Linked DNA regions of Mus musculus: regions 2 and 3 are each linked to region 1. The links are chromatin contacts, called in public promoter capture Hi-C maps. All regions are on one chromosome and are shown on one strand. Each heading gives the region's core, a stretch centred on a gene start, on an enhancer-like site or on the middle of the called end of the contact. The rest is flanking DNA. Distances are from core to core; before and after follow the strand shown. Region 1 holds the start of Isg20l2 (interferon stimulated exonuclease gene 20-like 2). Region 2 holds the start of Flad1 (flavin adenine dinucleotide synthetase 1). Region 3 holds the start of Ube2q1 (ubiquitin-conjugating enzyme E2Q family member 1).

Region 1 (2,976 bases), core at 143-2,642:
TGGAAGGATCTTCAAAATGCCATCTACTCTTGAAGTTTCCCCTTTCTTTGGAGGTTCTGAGTTCAACTTAGACACCTTGTTAGGGGGTTGGTTCTTTTTATTCAGAAATCCTTTCTGTTCCAAGAACCTTCGCTTCTTGACAAAGCGTTGATGTTTGGCATTTCCTCCAAATGCCTTTTTCGAAGGTTGCCCAAAGTCTAAATTCAGGAGTATGGTAGACATGAGATCAGTGGATGGTGGGAGGAAGCTGGGAAGAATGGCTCACTGATAGCAAAAGGATGAGAGGCTCATCCTCTGTGGAATCCCATAGTTCAACATGTGGAGGTCTGCAATCAGCCTTGGGGACAAAGTAATCCTGATTCCCGCACCATAGGCCTGAGAGAAAAGAAGATCAGTTCTGGAAGACATAAGTGATAACTTCCACAAGCCCCAAAGCCCGGCTAACTACTGAAGCCTCCACAATTCACCTTTAGGTTGGTCTTAAAAGGGTTATTTCCCTTCTCCGGATCTCTGTGCCATTTTAAAAACTAAAGATGCTGGGGCTGGAGAAACGCCTTAGTAGTTATAACCTTGTTGCTCTCGCAGAGATATTAAGTTCAGTTCCAGGCACCCACGTTGTAGTAGTTCACAGCATCTGTACCTCCAGCTTCAGAAAAAACTAGATGCCTTCCGATCTCTGCAGGCCCCGGGCAATTAAACGATACACATACATAAATACAAACAAAACACTCAGACAAATAATAAATCTAATTACATAAAATGAGGGTGCTGAGGCTGCGGATAAAAAGATGTGGGACCCACGGAGATCGACTCTATCATGTCTATGAAGTCAAAACAAGGGCGTCAGATGAGACTTTTAAGTACCAGTGGTGAGAAGAAACAACACAAATACCCTCTGGATCACCCAGGAATTCTCAGCGTGCTACGAAATGAAGACCAAATCCAGGTGTCGCGCTCCCTCGGCTCCACGTGGGGGCGATCTCCTCACATACCTTACCTGTCTCCCACAGTAAGGACACAGTGGAGGGCCAGCCACCTCGGCCACCACATTCTTGACGATCCACGAACTATTCCCGAACACCCTATACACCTACCTCCAAGTTGGTTCCCCACTAAGATCGCAAGCGTCCGAAGCCGGATGCAGGCGCAGGCGCGCGCCGACGTATGCCGGGACGGCAAGAACGCGGGCGACAACGGGAAGGCGGCCGGCGCGCACGCGCCCGCAGCGCCCCCACCTCAGGCAGCGAGGCCAGCGACTCGGAGTGCGTGAGCAGCGGGAACGGCGGTGGCGGCGGCGGCGGCGTGGGTGGGGGCGGGGGCGGGATGCGCTCCCCGGCCCCTCGGGCCCCGTGGAGGTACAACTCGAAGGTGGTGGGCCGCGGGAAGCGGAACAGAGTGCGCCGGAACCGTGGTCCCACTTCCGGGAGGGAGGGTGGGACCTGCAGCTGACCCCCTCGCCGTAAGCTGGTGCTGGGCGCGCTTCTGTGACGTCTCCGAGTCCCCTGCGGCTGCGCAAATGGCTTGGCCCAGTGGAAGTCGTGACGTTGGGCAAGTGCGCCTTGTTCTAAGGATTTGTAATAGGACGGGATCGCCCTGAGAGGTGTCGTCGGGCGGGTTCGGAGTTCTTGCTTTGCGTCGGGCGTGCAGAATTGAGTCCGGTTTGGGTTGCATGGTTTCGTGGTACCGACCTTGTGTCTCCTCACCTCCTCCCTCCTTGCACCGACATTTCACGCCACAGGATGCGGGGCGTTTCAGCCCATGGCCTCTCGCATGAGGAGAGAAGGCAACTGGCTGTGGACCTCACCCGCGTCCTAGCTCACTACCGTTCCATCCTGGACGCCTACATCATCGTGAGGCCACCGGGCTGAGGGCGGGGTGCTTCTTGGGGGGCGGGGGGTGAATAGGAGCCCACTGCAGAGAAAATGTGGAGACAGCTTTTATCTCTTCCTAATAAGGAACGCGTTGACTACTAGAATACTTTTCACCCAGCCTTCTGACTCTAATACTTAAGTTTTGTTTGTTTCATTTGAAACCCCACAACCAACATTTGGCCATGCTACAGTTGCATAGAAACATACGAGAAACGAGATGTTCCATAGGATATCCTCCACTAAAGGCAATAAAGAGTGGGTTGGGGAAGAGGAAGTGCTTGGCCAAATGTGGTGTACCCTTGTAATCCTGTCACCTAAGAAGTAGATGCAGGAGAATCGGGAGTAAAAGGTTCCCCTGGGCTACAAAACAAGTTCTAGGGCAGCCTGGACTGGACGATGTTACTTTAAAAAAGGAGGGGAGGGAAACAAAACAGGGCAGACATACATAAAGTTACCTTTCTGTAATCTCGCCCCTCAGAAGACTAAGGCAGAATTGTCTTGACTTGCAGCCAGCTTAACGAGTGTTGAGACATGTCTCATTTCCCCCCAACTCCCCCCCACACACACAGAAGAGCACCAGCAAGGCTTGTGGGTGGGGTGATTCTCAACCTTCGTGATCCTACATCCATCCATTTAGTACAGTTCCTCATGTTGTGATCTCCAACTATAAAAGTATCTTTTGTTGCTACTCTGTAACTGTAATTTTACTACTGTTATGAATCGTAAATACCTGATATGCGGGATAGCTGAAGTGTGAACCCCCAAAGAGGTCCCAACCTACAGGTTGAGAACCGCTGTTTTAGGGTAAATGTTTGTCTAGGACTAACAAGATGGCTATGTGGTTAAAAGCATTTTTGTTTGTTTGTTTTTTGTTTTTTCGAGACAGGGTTTCTCTGTATAGCCCTGGCTGTCCTGGAACTCACTTTGTAGACCAGACTGGCCTCGAACTCAGAAATCCACCTGCCTCTGCCTCTGGAGTGCTGGGATTAAAGGCATGCGCCACCACGCCCACGCCCGGCTTCCTAACAAGGCTTTTAATTGCTCCTTAATTAGTTCATTATTTTCAGATGGGTACTCACTATGTTGAAATATCTCATGGAGATAT
Region 2 (2,792 bases), core at 121-2,620, 1.5 Mb before region 1:
ACAGAAAATCCCAGGAGAAATGTAGATGTCAGACCCCGTCCAAACCTACTGGGTCACAATTTACATATCGTAATATCTAGGGATAGCGAGATGGTTCAGCAGGTAAGAGTAAGACTCCGCCACCCAAATTGGGATAGATCCTAGGCCCCACATAAAGGTGAAAGAAAAGGGACTCCAGAAAGTTGTCCTCTGGCTTCCATTTGCATGCTGGGACACTGCTGTCCTTCCTAGTCATACAATAATAGTAAAAGCTTTTTTAAAAAAAAGAAAAAAAAAACCCAGATGATTAAGCTATTTTTCCCCAGCAAAGCAAAGGGTGGAGGGGCACTGAAGTAGGAATGAAATGTTGTGAGTACCCAAAGTGAGTCCAAGGTACTCCTGCGTACCCCTCTCTCCAGGGACCCATCATTGGGAAGTGATGTTCTGGAGGCAGGTGGGGCAGGAAAGGGTTTTTACATTTTAAAGTCAGAGAAGCTTAAGTAGTTTTTCCCTTTATATTAGAAACAAACGAAGGTTCCACACCCTGCAGCTCACACCTCATTGTTAATGCTAATAACATCTTCACCTTCCCCACGCCTTTAATCCCAGCATTTGGGAGGCAGAGGCAGGCGGATTTCTGAGTTCGAGGCCAGCCTGGTCTACAGAGTGAGTACCAGGACAGCCAGGGCTATACAGAGAAACCCTGTCTCAGAAAAAAAAAAAAAAAAAGAAAAACCATCTTCACCTTCTCAAATTTAAGAGGCAAAGCCAAGCGGTGGTGGCCCACGCCTTTAATCCCAGAACCTGGGAGGCAGAAGCAGGAGGAGTTAATAAACCTGGTCTACAGAGCGAATTCCAGCTACACAGAGAAACCCTATCTCGAAAGAGGAGAGAGGGGTAGAGACAGAAAGAGAAATGTGATGCAATGAAGTGTAGTAACACATGATTTGAATCCCACCACTCCCCAGGCAGTTCGAGACCAGGCTGATCGGTTTAAACAAGTTACTTCCCGGGCTATATACTGGGGCTCTGTCTGAACTGTTTTTTAATATTTGAATGAAACAGAATCAGACCTTCATTTTCTTCTAGTACTACAAAGCAGCACCCGACAGTCCCACCCGACAGTCCTTAAAACACCTCCCAATATTTTCCCTTCGAGTACCAGAACACTTTAAGTCCCGCCCTCCATGGGCTAAGGCCAGGCCCCTATTTTTACTTCCGGACAGTGATGACTACATGGTGTTGCCAATAACAACTTAGCATTTCCTCTAGCTCCGCGATGAGGCGCGTGAGCGATTGCCGGTTAGACCAATAGAACCACTGGTAGGAGTGAGCGACAGCCAAAATAACCAATCAACATGAAGCATTGTAAGGCGGGACTTTGAGTACGGAAGCTGTCCTAGGACATGCGGAAAGGAAAGAGCGAATGACCCTGTGCAGGGGGCAAAATAGAGGTGGGATGATACGAGATCAGTGATCTGAAGCCTGGTGAGAAAAAGAGATCTCGGGATAGAAAGGGTGCAGAAGTAGGTTGAGCCCTGGTCATTGGCGGAGGGAGGAAAGAAATGCATTTAAAGGGACCCTAAGGCCCAGAATAAGGTAGACATTTAAAGGGACAGGTGATCCGAAGAGAAGAGACATTTAAAGGTGCAGATATACCCAAGATAGGGCAAATTTTAAACCTGCTCGGCAGACGGAGATATCTAAAGTGGTAGGTCTTGGGAAAACATGGCACTTTAAAGGAATAGGAATCGAGACGTTTTTAGGAACCTGGGGCTTAAGAGTATGTTAAAGAGGCCGGAGTAAGGGTGACTAAAGAAGATTGAGCCTTCCTTCCTCTAGGAAGAAGGTACACTCCTGACGTCTTCATTGTCCTTTCTGGCTCTTCCAGGTTCCCTCAACCCCGGAACTCAGGGTATGGCCTCCTGCATCCTGTAGACCTGGCGGCCTCTCAGTACATACGGCCCCAATTTGGGGTTCTGAGTGGCTACTGGAAAGCCTTGCAAAAGAGCACAGAGGGCAGGACCATGGCATCTAGGGCCTCTGAACTGCCCCCAGGATCAGGGCGCAGCGTGACAGCAGGCATCATCATTGTTGGAGATGAGATCCTTAAGGTGTGTCTGGAACGGAAGAGGGGAAGAGTGTGGCATTCTATTGTCGTGGACTCTTTACGGTGAAAGGAGGGAAACCGGAGTAGGAATCCCCTTTCTTGCCAAAGTCCGGCCCTGGAGTGAGTCCTAACACATTGGAGGAAAAGTGACCCTTCGGTTGAGTGTTTCTGTTGAAAGATGGGTAGTAACTTTCCTACAACTTGCTACGAAGTATGACTGGGGGCAGAGTAGCCACATAACAAGTGACAGGTGGCACAGCAAGTAGAGGAAGCTCAGCAGGCTGGATAGGCGAGCTAGAAGGAAGGTAAGAGAAGAAAGGACTCTATTCTGGACGGCCAGGGTGCTGTTAGAGGATGTGGCAAGCATGGGTTGGCAACAGTAATAGTTACCCTGATCTTTTTTAGTGTCTACCAGAGGCTGGTCTGCACTTAACTATATCACATGTGGCCTTACAAACTTCAAAAATTCCATGAAATTGGGGTTTTTATTACAGATCTCTATAAATTATGAAACAGCCTCAAGGAGGTTAGGAAACTTACCCCAGATCACAAGCCTACAAAGTCCTAGGAACAAAGTGATACATGCCTTAACCTCCAGCACTTGGGAGACAGAGGCAAGTGGATCTTTGTGAGTTCGAGGCCAGCCTGATCTACATAGCCAGTTCCAGAACAGCCAGGGCTACACAGAGAAACCCTGTCTCAA
Region 3 (2,700 bases), core at 9-2,508, 1.8 Mb before region 1:
AAATTGCACCCAACAATTTCCTCAAGGGACACTAGGGAATAAAATAAGGCAGGACGCATGGAAGATGCCTCCTGACCAAGGATAGGTAGGATGGAACGATGCCTACTGGGGAGCGATGGCACTGCTGCCGCTCAAAACACACATTGCTGTCACCACCAGAAAAGGTGACAGTCACCTAGGATAAGCAGATGTGACCCCAGGAGTGGGGAGGAAGTGGCAAAGCTGCTACGAGCCAAGGCAAAAAGAGGAATTAAAGGTTAGTTACACCAGAGTTAGTAAGAGGAGATCCAACGTGGGGTCAATGAACGGCACTATTCTTTAGTGAAATTCAGGGAGCAAAGAGGGGTTGTACGAGGGATGCCTAGGCAGGGAGCCTACAGGTGGGTACATATAAGTGGAAAGAACTACTGAGAAGGGTCATTATGGAACCGGGCTGAGTTCCAGGCTACGTCCTTCCAGCACAGGCCTGGAATCTTATTAGAGTTGGGGTGGGGAGAAGAATGGGTCATTTCTAGGTGACATGGTAAAGTTGTGGAGGAGTAAGCAGAAGGAGCCAAAATCATAAAACCTGAGGTGTGGGTGGATTCATAGGAGGAGGTGGTTGAGGGGCCACATGTCCCGATGTCCCTTGCTCTCAGGGGTCAACAGTAGAGACTGTGACTGCACCACAGAACCTCAAGCTGAAGAAACAAGTGTAGCCTGGAGAGAAGGAGCCAAGCACCAAGAGGGGGGCTCTGGCCTCCGGGTCCTTCGAGAGCAGGAGGTTGTATGGTGTGATTTCGATCACCAGACAAGGGACCCCCAGCGTGGCGCAAGCGAGGTCCTCACCGTGATGTTGCAGTGGATGCGGACGGGGTCCCCCGGCACCGATCCCCGGGAGGGGAGATGGGGTCCGGGCGCAGCCCCGGCCCCGGCCCCTCCGGCTCCGGCCAGCAGGAACTCGCAGCTCAGCTCGTCCAGGCAGGCGCTGGCAATGCGGAAGCGCTCGTGGCCGCGGTGGAAGATGGACTCGAGCAGCTTCAGCTCCCGCCTCAGGCAGGGCCCTGGCCCCGGGCCCCCTCCCGGGCCGCCCCCGGCCCCCGGCGCCGCCCCCTGGACCCCCAGTTGCTGCCCCGGCCCCGGCTGCTGCTGCCCCTGCGGCTGCGGCTGCTGCATCCTCCGCTCCGCTCCGCTCCGGGGCCGGCGGGCCGGGAGCCTCCGGCCTCCGCTCCGGGCTCCGCCGCCGCCGCGGTCCGCACTTCCTGATCCCCCCTTCGCCAAGATGGCGCCGCCGCCACCTCCGGGACAGGCCCCCTCCGCTCGCCGGCCCACCCCCCCCACGGCCGCCGGAAGCCGCGCGCCCCTCCCCCTCCGCGGCGGCCCCGCCTCCGGCCTCACGTGACCTCTGAGCTCCGGCCCCCGGCACGTGATCCGCGCGTCTTTCCCGCCCCCCGGCCCGCGCCTGTCACCCTCCACATGTGACCCTAGGCCCTCGCCTCGCTGCTCGAAGCGCTTCCGTGCGTGTACGTGCGTCGTGCGTGACCGTGCACCGGGGGGCCTTTGCCAGCGCTTCCCTGTCACATGGCCGGCGTCTCTTGTCACGTGGCCGGTGCCTGTGTTCCCAGGGGCTCCCCGCGCGGGACTCTGGCTTCCTGCTTGCGTCCCGCGGCCCCCGCGTGCGGCGCATGGCCGTGTCTGTCCTGTATTCCCATGGGGGTCGTCGGGCCGGGTCACCGGCCTCCGCGTCTGCGGCGGGAAGGCGCCTTTCGCTACGGTCGGAGAAACGGACTTGGATCTCCCTGCGGTTCCTCTATGGTGTGTGACCTTGGGTTATCTACGCTCCTGGGGAGCCTCAGTTTCTCCATCACAACAATGGCACTGTACAAGACGGGGAGGCCTCTTTAGCCTGTTCCCAAAGGCTCTGTGCAGGGATACTGAAGTATCGAGTATGGTCGCTGGTCAGCTACGTCTGAGGGGACAGATGGTGCGGCTTCCTCCACAGAATCACAGGGCTTCGTTATGTGTGAGTGCAGAGTACTAAGCTAGGGGTTGCATAGACGACACCCACGCCTACCTGCTATTCTTCTTCCCACCTCGTCGCACTGATCCTGAACGGGGCTTGAAGTTTGCGGCAGTACCTCGTCGTTCCCACTAGGTGGCACTATCACAAAGGACAACGGAGGGTCCTGAAACCCAGAGCTGCAAACTGGCAGGTGCCAGGATGTTGTAAGGCCTGATGGGTTTGGGACCAATTCATCATGTGAGCCGTTGGCCCGTCTACCGTCACCACCTCTATGTTTTTTGGAAGCTGACTGTACCTTGGTGCTGGGCTACTGATTCACTCAGTGATGTTAGCAGAAAGCTTTACTAGGCCAAGTTTAACTCCGTATGTTTTAAGAAATTCGTGTTCTTTGAGCCTGGGGGGATGAGTGTGGGTGTGTGGGTGGGGCTGGTTTTTCTAATGACCAGAGCAGCCTGAACATTTAGCTGCATACCATCTTTGTGCCTATGTCCACAAGCTGGAAGCATAAAATACTAGGGTAAGCCAGTCCTAGCAGAACAGGGTTGTAGTCGCAACTATCTAGGAGAGTCAGAAGGCCAAGGCCTACCTGGATAACTTAGTAAACTCCTTTCTCGGCCAAATAACTAATAAATAAGGGCTGAGGGTGTGGTAGAATGCTTGCTTAGCTAGTAGAAGCTCCAAATTTGACACCCTCCCCC

Evidence for each region. Promoter capture Hi-C pulls out the DNA fragments that hold promoters and counts their contacts. Capture Hi-C pulls out chosen DNA fragments and counts their contacts.
Region 2: a contact with region 1 is called in a promoter capture Hi-C map of pre-B cells, with 5 times the contacts expected there. The contact joins the promoter of Flad1 here to the promoter of Isg20l2 in region 1. A contact is called at or near these places in 4 of 39 promoter capture datasets (hematopoietic stem and progenitor cells, liver and pre-B cells).
Region 3: a promoter capture Hi-C map of liver shows a contact between it and region 1, with 2.9 times the contacts expected there. The contact joins the promoter of Ube2q1 here to the promoter of Isg20l2 in region 1. A contact is called at or near these places in 3 of 39 promoter capture datasets (liver and pre-B cells) and 2 of 9 other capture datasets (adipose tissue and liver).

The regions. Positions count from the first base shown.
Region 1 is chr3:87,928,730-87,931,705 of GRCm38.p6, reverse strand. It overlaps Isg20l2 (interferon stimulated exonuclease gene 20-like 2), which reads right to left and starts at 1,392. Exons shown (of 4, transcript NM_177663.4): 1 at 1,095-1,392; 2 at 1-375. The coding sequence starts at 222. Rrnad1 (ribosomal RNA adenine dimethylase domain containing 1) reads left to right here and starts at 1,511. Exons shown (of 8, transcript NM_153562.4): 1 at 1,511-1,850. The coding sequence starts at 1,740.
Region 2 is chr3:89,410,459-89,413,250 of GRCm38.p6, reverse strand. Flad1 (flavin adenine dinucleotide synthetase 1) reads left to right here and starts at 1,370. Exons shown (of 8, transcript NM_177041.4): 1 at 1,370-1,467; 2 at 1,871-2,093. The coding sequence starts at 2,007.
Region 3 is chr3:89,772,167-89,774,866 of GRCm38.p6, reverse strand. Ube2q1 (ubiquitin-conjugating enzyme E2Q family member 1) reads right to left here and starts at 1,258. Exons shown (of 13, transcript NM_027315.4): 1 at 829-1,258. The coding sequence starts at 1,155. 4632404H12Rik (RIKEN cDNA 4632404H12 gene) reads left to right here and starts at 1,467. Exons shown (of 2, transcript NR_130957.1): 1 at 1,467-2,365.